Regions from separate parts of the Mus musculus genome. Here regions 2 and 3 are each linked to region 1. The links are chromatin contacts, called in public targeted proximity ligation maps. All regions are on one chromosome and are shown on one strand. The core of a region is the stretch at or near the end of the contact, and the rest is flanking DNA. Distances in the headings are between cores, read along the strand shown.

Region 1 (4,434 bases), core at 548-3,047:
CCTGAGAGGCCTTGATATTGAGTACTTAGGCAATTAAGTAGGTCAAATTACCACAGTGAAATTTTCTTCCTCTGTAGAGGTAGAGGGCTCAGTTTTGTTTTTCTTTTTCTTTTTTTTTTTTTTTAAGATTTATTTATTTATGTATGTGAGTACACTGTAGCTGTCTTCAGACACACCAGAAGAGGCCATCAGATCCTATCACAGATAGTTGTGAGCCACCATGTGGTTTCTGGGAATTGAACTCAGGACCTCAGGAAGAGCAGTCAGTGCTCTTAACCACTGAGCCGTCTCTCCAGCCTGGGGCTGAGTTTTATTTGTGGCTTACTAAAGAAAAGTGTGTAAGAGCACGGCTATAGATAAAGCCCAGTGGGGAGTGTTTGCTTAGCAGCCCCAAGCTTTGGGTTAGACCCCAGAGGGCAGGAGACCCAGCTGCATATTCTAAGGTTCCTGCAGGTTACTGACTTAGTCTGTGTCCACTTTTGGTACCTATGCTGTTGTGGCATCCTGACATGAAACAGCATCATTTTCTTAACCAACCAGGTGATATTAAGGCTATAGATTATATCATCTCTGTTGACAATGGGTAAACTTTTCACTGTAGCATGAGAACTATATGTGTATACAATATCAAAATGTTTAGGCAGAGTGATTTAAGACCCATAATTTACAAAAACAAGCAACTGGTCCACCCTCCTTTCCTCTGAGACTCAGAGCAGGGGTGTGTATGAAGGTAGTTCAGATGGGGTGCAGGGACCAGGGCTTTCTCCATCACCTCACCTTGCCGTGGTCCTTTAGTGGGAACTTAGAATTCCATTTAAGACCTGCCAGAACATTGTGACACCCACTTGAAACCCCTGTACTGGACGGGAAGCAGAGGCAGGAGAATTTGAGGCCTGCCTAGCCTACATAGGAGACCTGTCTAGCCAAACTAAACCAGACCTGAATAAGGCAGTGGAAGGCACAAGCAGAAGTGAAGGAGGAAGGAGAGCAGAGGTGGAGGTGGGGAGTGATGGAGGGAGGCTTCTACTTAAATTATTCTCCCGGAGTGAGGACCTGCTTTGAGAAGCAACAATTACTGCCTTTATCCACACTCCTACTAGGTAGGGAAATAGCACTTTCATTACAGGTTACTTACTCTCTCCCGTTATTTGTTGACTGACTGCCATACTCTAAGGGCTGACAGCTGGAGTCTTTTCAGAAATCTTACTCTTTCACCCCCTGCCTGCAACAACACGCTCTTGCTTCAAATTGCGGCCAGGGTTCGTTCATAGCGCAAGCTTGTTGGAAACATTTCTCAATTTCCAACTGGCCAGACGCTGTCTCCTTTCAACACCCTTGCACTCTTTGGGTCGCAGGAGAATCTCATTATAGCACCGCTGTTTTCCCTTGTACTCCTAGAAAGGACATTCTATCTTCAACGGTTTTGGTGTTTACATAGGCTCCAGGTAAGCCTTTTGCACGACAGTGGCATGGGGTGTTTTTAAAAAAAACACATGCAGTAGAAAAGAGAATGGTGGGCGCAGGGCCGATCCTCCAACTACTCGGCCACACCGGGCCACTAACGACCTACGCCATGACGCCGGGGATGGAGAGAGTTCAGCTGGAGAAGTGTTCTGGTCTCTCTGCCGTCGTTTAAAACCCCATCCTCCCCCTAGACCACTGTAGGTGGTTGACGGCTGGCGCTGTTCTGTGCATGGGCGCGGCCGGTGGGGTAACCATAGAGTAGCACCGGCAGGCAGAGCGGCCAGAAGACCGGGCGGCTCGGTGCCGCGCTTCCGGCAGCGCCGCATTGCTCCGGGCGCTGCAGTGTACGCAGTTTCCATGGGGACTGAACATGGCGCCGCGAGGTGAGACTCTGGAGGTGTGTGTCTCTGCCCCTTATCCCACGGGTACCTGCCAGCCCCCTCCACCTCTCTGTCTCCAGAGCTCGACCTAATCCTCCATTTCTAAAAGTCGGGGTCTTACTCTTCACTTGTCTAAATCGGGCTTGGGTTGTTCTGATCACCCCGAGTGCCTGCATGGGTACTCGAATACCGTACTCTTAAAAATCCCCGGCTGGCCCTATTCTGGGATGGCTCAGTTATGAATCCTCCCGCCTTGGACAGAATTAGTTTCTGTGCCTCAATTTCCCCCTCAGAAGTGACAGGGTTGAATATTTGAGGTGCCTCTCAGCTGTGATTATAGCTGAATTGTCAGAGAAGTAGATGTCAAAGTGATTCCTGAGAAAGGAGATTGAAGGCAGTTCCTGCCACACCAACACTCACGTCATTAGCAATCAGAAGTTTCTCCCTCATTCACAATAATCTTGTGATTTCTCCGGATTACAAAGAACCTTCACACAGAACAGAGTAGAGCTCTAGCTGCCCTGCCCATTCTTTGTTTTGCTTTCTTTCAGATAAAAGATTGTCCTCAACCCCCCTGGAAGTCCTGTTCTTTCTGAATGGGTGGTACTATGCTACCTATTTCCTGCTGGAGCTCCTTATTTTCCTGTACAAAGGTAAGCCTGGGCCTATCTGCCTCTGCCCCAGCAACCCTTTTCCACTTTAGCATACTCCAAGAACCTTCTATCTTCTGGTCCTAGCGGCATCTCCATTGCAAGGCAGAAGTCTCTCCAACTAATGGCTTTAGAATGATCAAATAGGATGTCTTTCAGCAAGACTTGAGTTTGAGAAATGTGGGTTTCTCCATCCCAACTCTTTCCCCATCTCTCTTTACTAAAATATTCAGATCTGTGTACCATTATAATTCAGTCATTTGGCAGAGTCAGGACTTGGAAACTTAAAGCCTGTAGCTGTAACAATCTATACCTTGCTGATTTGTGAGATGTTAAGACTGGTTGGTATCCTTGTCCCGGGTTTGTGGCCGTCCATCCTTGTGGGGCCGTGGGGCTGACCGTTAGCTAGGTGGTGTGTGCATACTCTGGCTTTCCCTCCTGTAGGGCTCCTGTTGCCGTACCCAACAGCCAACTTAGTCCTGGATGTGGTGATGCTGCTGCTCTATCTTGGCATTGAAGTCATACGATTGTTTTTCGGTGAGTGTTGTTCAGAAAATATTTCCATTGCTTATGAGACATGCTGGAGCCTGTAACTTGATTAACAAGACAAAGAACCTAGGCTCACTATCAGAGTGGATCTGGTAATGTATATACCATTGCTTCTTCCCTGAGGCTTCAAGCTGCCGCTTCATATTCTAGGTCAAGGTTTACCTGTGTGTTTGTGAGTGAGGCTAGAAGCGGGCAGTAGCACTGATCTTAGACCAGTCCTCCCAGCTGCCTGAGTGCCACAAGAGTGCCTGCGTCTTCTCCTTGCTCTGAGAGAGGAAAGCAGTACATTCCTAAAGAGCTCAAGATCCCCTCCGCTTCTCTAAACAAGGATTTCTCTAGAAGTTCCTAGACACCAGAGAACAGAGCAAAACTGCTGATTACTTAGAATATATCATCCTAGTGCGAAAATACAAACCTAAGGGAGAGAATGGTAAGGGATACTAACAGTCAATTCACAAAAGTCATTATAGAGGACCAAAAACCTTGCTAAGGTGAGCATGGTGGCACATGCCTTTAATCCCAGTACCCTCTGGCAGAGACAAGGGGATGGCTATGCATTCAATTAGACATAATGAATTCCAGTGCAGACAGGGATGCGTAGTTAAATAGATCTTAAATAGATCCTAGCTAAAAAAATAAAACAAAACACCAAAACAATAACAACACTTGCCAATGTGCTCAAACCTAGTAAAGAAAAGCAAGAAAAATAAGGTAAAAAAATTTTTTTTTATATATTGGCATTAGTCAGAAAGATTTATACAGTACAGTATCCATATTTGGCTTGTGATATACATATTTTTTAATTAAAAGTCATTATTTTATGCCGATGGATATTTTGCCTGTATGTATGCCTGTATACTACATGTATGTCTGGTGCCCACAGAGGTCAGAAGAAGGTCTTAGGCTAGAGATGGCTCAGAGGTCTAAAAGGACTTTTAAACCTCCTGCTTTTGCAAGAGGACCCCAGTTTAGTTCCGAGCATCCACATCAGGTAACTCACAACTGCCTGAAACTCCAGCTTCGGGGATCCAATGTTGTCTTCTGGCCTTTGTAGGCACACACAAACACCCAAGTGAGAATTAAAAGTTAAAAAGAAGAAGAAAAGGGCATCAGATCTTCTGGAACTACAGTTACAGACTGTTAAGCTGCCATGTGGGTGAACCTGGGCCCTCAGGAAGGTCAGCAAGTGCTCTTAACCACCCATGATCCATCTCTGTAGCCCTAAAGAACAGATATTTTGTTTTTGTTTTTTTGTTTTTTCGAGACAGGGTTTCTCTGTGTTGCCCTGGCTGTCCTGGAACTCACTCTGTACACCAGGATGGCCTCGAACTCAGAAATCCGCCTGCCTCTGCCTCCCAAGTGCTGGGATTAAAGACGTGTGACACCACGCC
Region 2 (4,434 bases), core at 889-3,388, 1.6 Mb after region 1:
AAAATGTCAGCAGAACCAGAATCAGGAAAAATCGGGTCCAGAGCTTGACTCTGTGACCTGAGGCAACTGACTGCCCTCTCTGAGCCTGCTTCACCTGTGCAACAGAAAACATGAGAGACCACCTAGTCACCAAAGATGTTACAGGGCCTGAATGACATGGAGGAGAGCTGCAGCACAGGGCCCCAAACATTGCAGGAGTCCCAAGGAATGCTTTGTTTCTTTCTTCCTGTTGGGTAATGAGGTCACCTACCCCACCCAGGAATGGAGAAAGTCAAGAAGCTAAGCCTGGGATACAGCAAGTTAAAGGAGGAAGGTGAGGCTTACCCACCTCTCTGTGCTCCCTGACCGCAATAGCAGGTTAGCTGAGGAAGCTGCCTTCCTGGAGAGTTTCTGCCTGGGCCGCTCTGAGGGGGAGGAGGAGGAGGAAGAATTTCTTCGGGGCCTGGTGGGACAGAATGAAAAAGTGAAAAATCAAGCCTGTTTCTCAGATTTCCCATCCATCCTAGCTACCACCACAGGATACCTACGTGTCAGAACGCTGAAGAGGCTGCACCGGCCTGAGGATTCCTGGGGGGCCAGGGGAGCCTGCCCCACTGCTGCTGCTGCACCCTCCTTCAGACTGGGTCCCACTAGGTTCTTCACTGCCCCCCTGAAGAGCTGGAGGACCATTGCTCAGGCCAGGGGGTCCAGAGGATGGAACAATCTCCAATTCTTCTTCCGTTTGGGTGCCTCTGGTCACCAAGGAAGGGCTGCATGTAGGTGGCAGTCCTGGAGGGACTGTGATGCTGCTGAGGAGACAGCAAATTAACCTGATGCCCCAAAGTTCCCAGGAAGGCAGAATGAGTGTGCTAGCATATATACCTGTTCCTTGTCGGGGCTGATATGCCAGAGCCCTGCAGGGTTGTGGTGGAGCCATGCAGCCGCAGCAGGCGAAGGGCTTCTGCTAAAGCCGCTTTTACCAGTTCCATCTCTTCTTCCTGCACCCGAAGTCGCTGGCTCAGGGTCTGCAGGGTCTCATGAGCAGGGCCCTCACCTGGGAAAGGGGCAAGAAGCACTCAGAAAAGTGCCACTACCTGGAGGGCAGAGCTGGTTTTGTCCTCCCACCCAATGTTACAATGCAACCATTCAATAGAGCTAACCCTTTCGAGTAGTCTAAAACTCGAAAGCTCATCCAGCGGCGAGGAGGTGGACAGAGATGGTAGGGGGCCAAAGTGCCTCCTCCTAGCAGGACAGGCAATGAGCCTGGCAAAACTCTTCCTGCTGCTGTCTCAGCCTCCACAGAGACAAAGTATTATGGAATACCAGGGGGGGGGGAAACATGGAATACTGCCGAGGTACGTGGGAGCCAGAGAGAGACACAGGAGCAATACTGGTGTGGAACCGCACGCAGCCCTCTCACCCCACCAGCAAGCGCAAGTCTCTACAAATGCAAACACAGCCAACAAGCTAGAGACACAGGAAAGTGAACTGGACAGTAAAGTCAGACTGAGAGGCCGGGGTGTAAGGCACACAATCCGGTGACTGTACAGCATATCAGTGGAGAGCTGTTACAGTGTACATCCCAAGGTAAGGGTAGAAGTCCGAAATAAGAAGACCCGGAATTCCCGGGGAAGAGGCCCAGTGTGACACAGTGGTCAGGGAAACTCAGAGGGGCACAGGGAACCAAGGAGTAGAATGGCATTAAGGAAGTCCAAAATGACTGTAGCGGGTTCCTAGGAACTAGAATTGGACGACCTGAAGAACTGAGGAGGATGCTCAGAGCCCCCGAGGCGCAGGAGCACGCGAGCACGCCACTAGACAGCGGTCCAGCACTAGCAGTGCCCGTCCGGCTGGCGCTCAGGGAATCCAGGCCACGCCGGCCGCCCCGCCCCGTACTCACCGGGCCCCGCAGCCCCGTCCATCCGGCCCCCGCGTTGCTCCGAGCAGCGTCGTCGGAGGCGTCTAAGCCGCGGGGGCCATGGCTAGGGAGAGGGGAAGGAAGCACTCGAGCGCGCGCGGAGGGGAGCCGTGCCACCCCTCGGGGGCGCTGACGAGCGTGGGGGTCAGGAGTTAGAGGGGGGCGCTGTGGAACCGGTTCTTTTACTCTCTCGGGGTTAGGCTCCCGGGGTGCGGTGACGGGCCGTCCGGAGCCCCTGCGCTGCAGCACAAACAGGCGCGGGACACGGAGTCGCCAGCAAGCGCGGGAGGGAGGCGGGCCGGAGGGGGGGGGCGGGCCGCCAGGTAACCCTTCCCTGTCCGGGACCCGAGGCTCAGGCCGGAGGCGGGGACACACGGCTGACCCTTCACCCCGCCAGGCTCTTGCCCGGCTTCCGGCCCGCAGGCTCCCAGAGGACCTGGGAGGGGACGTAGAGCTTGAGATCTGGGTCTCTTAAGCCTGAAGCCCAGCGTACCAAACTCACTTCCGCGAAAGGGCAGGGCGGGGTCACGAAATGGGCCTTAAGCCCGGGGGCGGGGCCTTTCCTAAAGGGCAAGGCTAAGAAGCATCCTGAATCGGAGCCTGCAGAGGGTTATTAAGGCTAGAGTGGAAGGATGTCCAGGGTATTGGGGTCAGGGTGGCATTAGCCCTGTTGAAGCCAGGCTGGGCTGACTCAGCATCCTGCCTGCCCTAGCCAACCCCAAGCCCCGACGGCTTCTCACTCCCTTGGGCAGAGATGGGAGATGGCGCCGGTGCTGCCCGTGGTGCTGCCCCTCCAACCCCGTATCCGTTTGGCACAGGGCATCTGGCTCCTCTCCTGGCTGCTGGCATTGGTCGGTGGCCTCACCCTCCTTTGTAGCGGGCACCTTCTGGTACAGCTGGGGCACCTTGGCACCTTCCTGGCACCCTCTTGTTCATTCCCTGCTCTGCCCCAGACTGCCCTGGCAGCGGGAACGGTGGCTCTAGGCACAGGGCTAGGAGGCGCAGGAGCCAGCCGGGCAAGTCTGGATGCAGCTCAATACCCCCCCTGGAGAGGGGTCTTGACTCCACTGCTAGCGGTTGGCACAGCTGCAGGTGGGGGGCTGCTGACCCTTGCCCTGGGGCTAGCCCTGGCTTTGCCAGTAAGTCTCAACCAGGGACTGGAGGAGGGCCTGGAGGCTGCCTTGGCTCACTACAAGGACACAGAGGTGCCTGGACGCTGTCAGGCCAAACGTCTGATGGATGAGTTGCAGTTGAGGTACCATTGCTGCGGGCGCCATGGCTACAAGGATTGGTTTGGTGTTCAGTGGGTCAGCAACCGTTACTTGGACCCCAGTGACCAAGATGTAGTTGAGTAAGTGACTGATTTGCTTCTTTTGTCTTCCTCTTCCTCCTTAGCCTTGAGATTCTTACCTGGACGTGCGATAAATAGAGCACGGTGGCTGAGAGGCTGGGTTATAATTCTATTTATCAGCCCAGGGCATGTTGCTAAACCGCTGTGGGCCCATTCCTCATCTGTAAAATGGAGATAACTATGCCCGTCTTTATCTTCCAGACAGACTCCTATCTTACAGAGTTGTGGAGATAAATGAATTATGCAAGCTTGAATAGTGAAGAACTCAGTAAATGTTGTATAATCATTGTTCTCAACTGCCCCTGCTCTCAGATGCTCCTCTCTGCCGCCTCATGACTATCTTGTCTATGCCTTTGCAGCCGGATCCAGAGCAATGTGGAAGGCTTATATCTGATTGATGGCGTCCCCTTCTCCTGTTGTAATCCCCACTCACCCCGGCCTTGCCTGCAAAGCCAACTCTCGGACCCCTATGCCCATCCACTCTTCGATCCTCGGCAGCCCAACCTAAACCTCTGGGCCCAAGGGTGCCATGAAGTGCTGCTGGAACACCTGCAGGGTTTATCAGGCACACTGGGAAGTATTCTGGCTGTCACCTTATTGCTGCAGGTTAGTCAGCTAAGGGCCCTGACTCCTACTTTCAGCTCTGTGACCCCAAACCCACTGACAATCACCCTTTGCACTTGCTTCCCCCCACAGATTCTAGTGCTCCTTGGTTTGCGGTATTTGCAGACAGCGCTGGAGGGCCTTGGAGGAGTCATTGATGGGGAAGGAGAGGCCCAGGGCTATCTTTTTCCTGGTGGGCTGAAAGACATACTGAAAACTGCATGGCTACAGGGAGGGCTTGCCCACAAGCCAGCACCTGAGGAGGCCCCACCAGATGAAGAACCTCCCAAGGAAGTTCTAGCTGAGGCCTAGAAACCTGAAGAGGTGGGGGTGGGAAGGGGAAAGATGGACAAATGTGGAAAACTTACAATTCGTTACTCAGACTCAGGGAAGGAAAGGTCCCTGGGGTTATAGGAGTTAAGAGCAAGCGGAGCTGGGCTGGAATGAGAAGTCCAGGTGTCCTGGAACCCAGCTGTCTCGTTGGAAACCACCAAGGTTGAGAACAGATGAGGGCGACAGGGAAGTGACAACCAAAGGACTAGAGAATGTTTCTAGCATCCAGATTCTACAATAAAGTTTGTGG
Region 3 (4,434 bases), core at 541-3,040, 1.4 Mb before region 1:
CTCGGCCTGGGAAGGTCTGGCTACTTCTGGAGACGCAGTAAGTATATACGATGATGACCTGCACTTGTTTCCAAGCTCTGGGCTTTATCTCTAGGGTCTGTAGGGGAAATTGTTAGCCGGTGAAAAGCACCTTTCTCTCCAGTTGCTTTTGAAAAGCTCTGCTCTGAATTGAGAATGCTGGTGGTACCTGCCTGTAACCCAGTACTTGGAAGGTACGAGTAGAAGAATCAGATCAGCACTTCAAAGAGAGCCTCAGGTACACAGAGAGACCAGCCTGGACTATGTAAGACCCTGTCTCAACAATAGAACTTTAACTAAACTATAGGGATTCCTCTGATTCAGTGAAACTTTAGAAAGGAGAAATCTAATTTGGCATATGGTTGGTGAGATAGTCTTGGAACAGTCTCTTTCAAAGGTTCTCATCCCCCCGGTCATTCCCACAGGTAGCCATGAAGAATGCAGGCAGAATGCTGACGTACCATGCTAGAGTTAAAGGCAAAGGAAGCTGGGATGCCACACTCACGGTAATGGGTTCCTCTTCCACAGCATGACCCTGCTGTCTTCTGCTTCATGGCCTCTCTGCCGAGCATCACCCCCATTCTCCCCGGAGGCTGCCTGTACTTTGAAACAATCCATTTTCTCATCCCATGTCCCCAGGAGGGCAAAGTGAACTTTTCCTGATGGGTCTGTCACTTCACCTGTCACCTATAAGGATGGAGAACACAGCTTTAGAGCAGAGCGACACCGTGGGGTGGCTTACCTGACTAATCTAGAAAAAGTTCTAAAGTAATTACTGGTTAAATCCAGTTATCATAAACGTTATGGAGTTAGCCACACTTATTGCTACTCATTTTTAAATACTATTTGAAACAAGACCAATGAATTATGATCAAAGTTTTTTATTGCATAGGAATTTCTGATGTAAAGGATGTAAAAGCAGAAAAAAACACCTGACACTTAGAATTATTCTAGAAGTTACACAAGTTCACAAACACATCTGAATCTCCAACTACCCTTCACCTTTTCTTTTTTATTGCTCTATGTAGCCTTGGCTGTCCTGGAACTCACTCTGTAGACCAGGATGGCCTCAAACTCAGAGATCCTCCTGTCTCTACCTTGTGAGTGCTGGGATTAAAGGCATGCACCACCATGCCTGGCTAGTCTTCATTCCTACTTGAAATTCTGTGACATGAACCACCTGTGGTGGAGCACACATCTCTCCTCTGCATGTCAGAGGTCCTACTGTCTACACCTTCCTCTCCTCTCCGTTCCCACCTTCACTTTCCTACTTTGCTTGTCTTCATTTTTTTTTTTAAAGAATTATTTATTTTATGTATCTGAGTACATTGTTGCAGTCTTCAGATACACCAGAAAAGGGTGTAAGATATCATTACAGATGGTTGTGAGCCACCATGTGGTTGATGGGAATTGAACTCAGGACCTCTGGAAGAGCAGACAGTGCTCTTAACCACTGAGCCATCTCTCAGCCCTGCTTGTCTTTATTTTTAAAATAAATTTATTTATTTTTATTTAGGTAGGTATGTGTGCCGAGAGAGAGAGAGAAAGAGAGAAAGAGAGAACGAGCACCAGCCACATGTATCTAAGTGTCTTTGGAAGCCAGAAGTGAATATCAGATCCCCTGGAGTGAGTTACCAGCATCTGTGAAGTACCAGATATGGGTGCTGGGAATTCAGCTCAGATCCTCTGGCAGAACACTAGTGCTCTTAGCCACTGAGCCATCTCTCAGCCCTTGTGCTTCTCTTTCACTTCCTCATGGTCAGAAGAAAGTGGTTCAGTAATGTATCCGGTTCCTGTTCTAGTTCTCTCCTTTAAGTCTACTTTTTGGATCTGCGTACTAAGGACACATGACTTTCTACCCCTCTCTCTCTCTCTCTCTCTCTCTCTCTCTCTCTCTCCACACACACACACACACACACACACACACACACACACACGCGCGCGCATGCACATTAAATAAAAAAATTTACATTTCAACCTCTCTTACCTTTCTTGCTACATCCCGAGAGAAGTAGCTATAAGGAACAAATTTAAGATTACACTTGTCTCCTGTCTTGTGATTTACAATGTCAATCTCACCAGACTGTAAAGTGAGAAGAATCATGGGTTAGTTTTATGAAGACTGACCTGAGTTTTACATGAGCATTCCTTTTGTGTGTCACATGTTGGTAACATGGCTTGACCTGCACACTGAAATGCACACATAAACTACCTCCTGAACAAGTCCCTCACTGGGACCCTTCTAGAATTCCTTTGCTTACCACAATTACAGTTTCAAAGTTCTTCCTATAGATTTCATTTTTCTCTCCTTTCTACCTTTCAAAGATTCAGCTTAACTCCACATCTTCCATGAAGCCCTTTTCCAGAAGACAGTGTTCCCTCTTTTCTGAATGCAGTTAAACCAGTCTCACCTCAAAGCTAACACTTAATAGGAAAATCTCTCAGCATATCTCCTGTCCTTCGGTATTTTGTTACACTTTTCAACTTACACATGTCACATTTCTCCAATGTCTCAATAACTCCTGGAAAGTGTTCTCTGACTTTGCAACCCTAGTACTTAGGATTAAAAGCAATAAAAGCTGGGGCCATGTAGCTATGTCTTATGTCCTTTATATTGCCCAACAGAGTCCTACTCATCCTTGGTAGAAGTTATAATTTGATCATTCATAAATAATAATTTATAGTTAGAACTTTATGGAAGTAGGACTACTGCCCAAGAGACAAGCCTTAGGAGAGACTGGCGATCCAGTAAAAACAGTCTGGGACAAGTTCCTGTGTCCTAAATACAGCAAACATGCTCTGAACTTCAGAGGAACTTTGGGTACCTTTGCTCACCTGATCTATCCACAACTTGCCCACAATAATGTTGTGTACTGTTGTGGTAACTTTTTTCCAAGTGTAATGGTGCCCAGTTGAGTGGAAAATGCAGTGGATAGTACCTAGAAGCAAAAGTATACAGCAAGGTATCAGAAAAACACTATCATACACACTAGAAAGAAGACCGATGTCCTTCTATTAATATCTGTTACTTTAAAAAGAAAACAGCAAGTCAAAAAAAATTAAAGCACAACTTTCTTAATTTTTTATAAAAAGATTTATTTTATTTATATGAGTACACCTTAGCTGTCTTAAGACATACCAGAAGAGGAAATCTGATCCCATTACAGATGGTTGTGAGCCACCATGTGGTTGCTGGGATTTGAACTCAGAACGCCTGGAAGAGCAGTCAGTGCTCTTAACCGCTGAGCCATCTCTCCAGGCCCTTCTTAAATGTTTTAACTGTTGGGTTTACTTTTGCTTACTTGATTTTAAGTATATGAATAAAATATAACTAGATGATGTCAGGTAATAACAACTGATACATCTTAGCTAGGAACCTGTATTTTATAATACCAATTTCAAAATTAGAGAAAGAAGGCAAATGTGCCCCATCATCAGGAAACGAACACTGCACTGTGGAAGGAATGTGTATTTGCAGTCAAGACTGGTAATCAGCTGTCTGAGCACACAACCCACTACCTATGGGTCGTAACAGCAGGAGTGGGGAAGGAAGCAGCGATAAGGAAGCTTCAGGATTGGAACTAGACTACTGTGAGTTTAAAATGGAGTTGTGACAGTACTACAGTGGAAGAGATTTACAACATCAAAGGCAGGATTAGCTGAGCCTGGCGACTTATCTATGTAGACAAGATGGGTAAGAGAAGAGAAGATTTCAAATGCACCAAAGTATAGAAAACTAAAAAGAGGCCAAGAGTGGCCAAGAGTGCACACCTTTGATCCTAGCACTTGGGAGGCAGTAACAGATGAATCTCTGAGTTTGAGGTCAGCCTGGTCTACAGAGTGAGTTCCAGGACAGCCAGGGCTACACAGAGAAACCCTGAGGGCAAAAGCTTCAAGACATTAGATTAGTAATGACTTAGGAAATGACACCAAAAGTATAGGCAACAATAAAAACAAGGGGGAAAAAAAAAAGGACAAAATGGTCTTTTGGAAATTAAAAAGTTTGTACATCAAAGGGCAATACTATGGAGTAAAAAGGCAACTCACAGAATGAGAGAAAGTATTTGAAAATCCTATTTTTGATAAGAAAACGATACCCAGACCAAATATAAAACTCTCAAAACTCAACAAAACAACTCAATTTCACAACTAGCAACGGTGGCTAGGTGTGGTGGCACACAATTTTAATCCCAGCACTCAGGCGACAGAGGCAGGTGACAGAGGCAGGCGACAGAGGCAGGCGGAGCTCTGAGGGTTGGTCCTGGCTGAAGAGAGATACAGTGAGACTCTGTCTCAAAGAAACAAAGCAACAAGAACTGTCAAAGGGTCCACGCATGGTGGTGCTCACCTTTGTTCCTAGAACTCCAGAGGCAGTGCATCTCAGTACATCAGCCTTCCTGGCCGATGTTTTGAGAT

What was found.
Region 2: a targeted proximity ligation map of pancreatic cancer cells shows a contact between it and region 1. A contact is called at or near these places in 3 of 39 promoter capture datasets (hippocampal neurons, liver and second pharyngeal arch cranial neural crest), 2 of 130 datasets of targeted methods (extraembryonic endoderm stem cells and pancreatic cancer cells) and 2 of 9 other capture datasets (adipose tissue and liver).
Region 3: a contact with region 1 is called in a targeted proximity ligation map of microglia, with 4 times the contacts expected there. A contact is called at or near these places in 6 of 39 promoter capture datasets (the 3T3-L1 cell line, the C10 cell line, hippocampal neurons and 2 more), 2 of 130 datasets of targeted methods (microglia and pancreatic cancer cells) and 1 of 9 other capture datasets (liver).

What each region holds. Positions count from the first base shown.
Region 1 is chr19:10,553,126-10,557,559 of GRCm38.p6, reverse strand. It overlaps Tmem216 (transmembrane protein 216), which reads left to right and starts at 1,797. Exons shown (of 5, transcript NM_001277860.1): 1 at 1,797-1,847; 2 at 2,396-2,497; 3 at 2,939-3,031. The coding sequence starts at 1,835.
Region 2 is chr19:8,927,398-8,931,831 of GRCm38.p6, reverse strand. Eml3 (echinoderm microtubule associated protein like 3) reads right to left here and starts at 2,138. Exons shown (of 22, transcript NM_144872.1): 1 at 1,880-2,138; 2 at 862-1,033; 3 at 528-788; 4 at 329-442. The coding sequence starts at 1,901. Rom1 (rod outer segment membrane protein 1) reads left to right here and starts at 2,476. Exons shown (of 3, transcript NM_009073.4): 1 at 2,476-3,248; 2 at 3,608-3,854; 3 at 3,945-4,434. The coding sequence starts at 2,659. The coding sequence ends at 4,163.
Region 3 is chr19:11,986,872-11,991,305 of GRCm38.p6, reverse strand. Osbp (oxysterol binding protein) reads right to left here. Exons shown (of 14, transcript NM_001033174.1): 10 at 2,854-2,957; 11 at 2,006-2,101; 12 at 524-705. Among named protein-coding and RNA genes, the nearest start is that of n-TFgaa6, 13 kb to the left of the region's middle.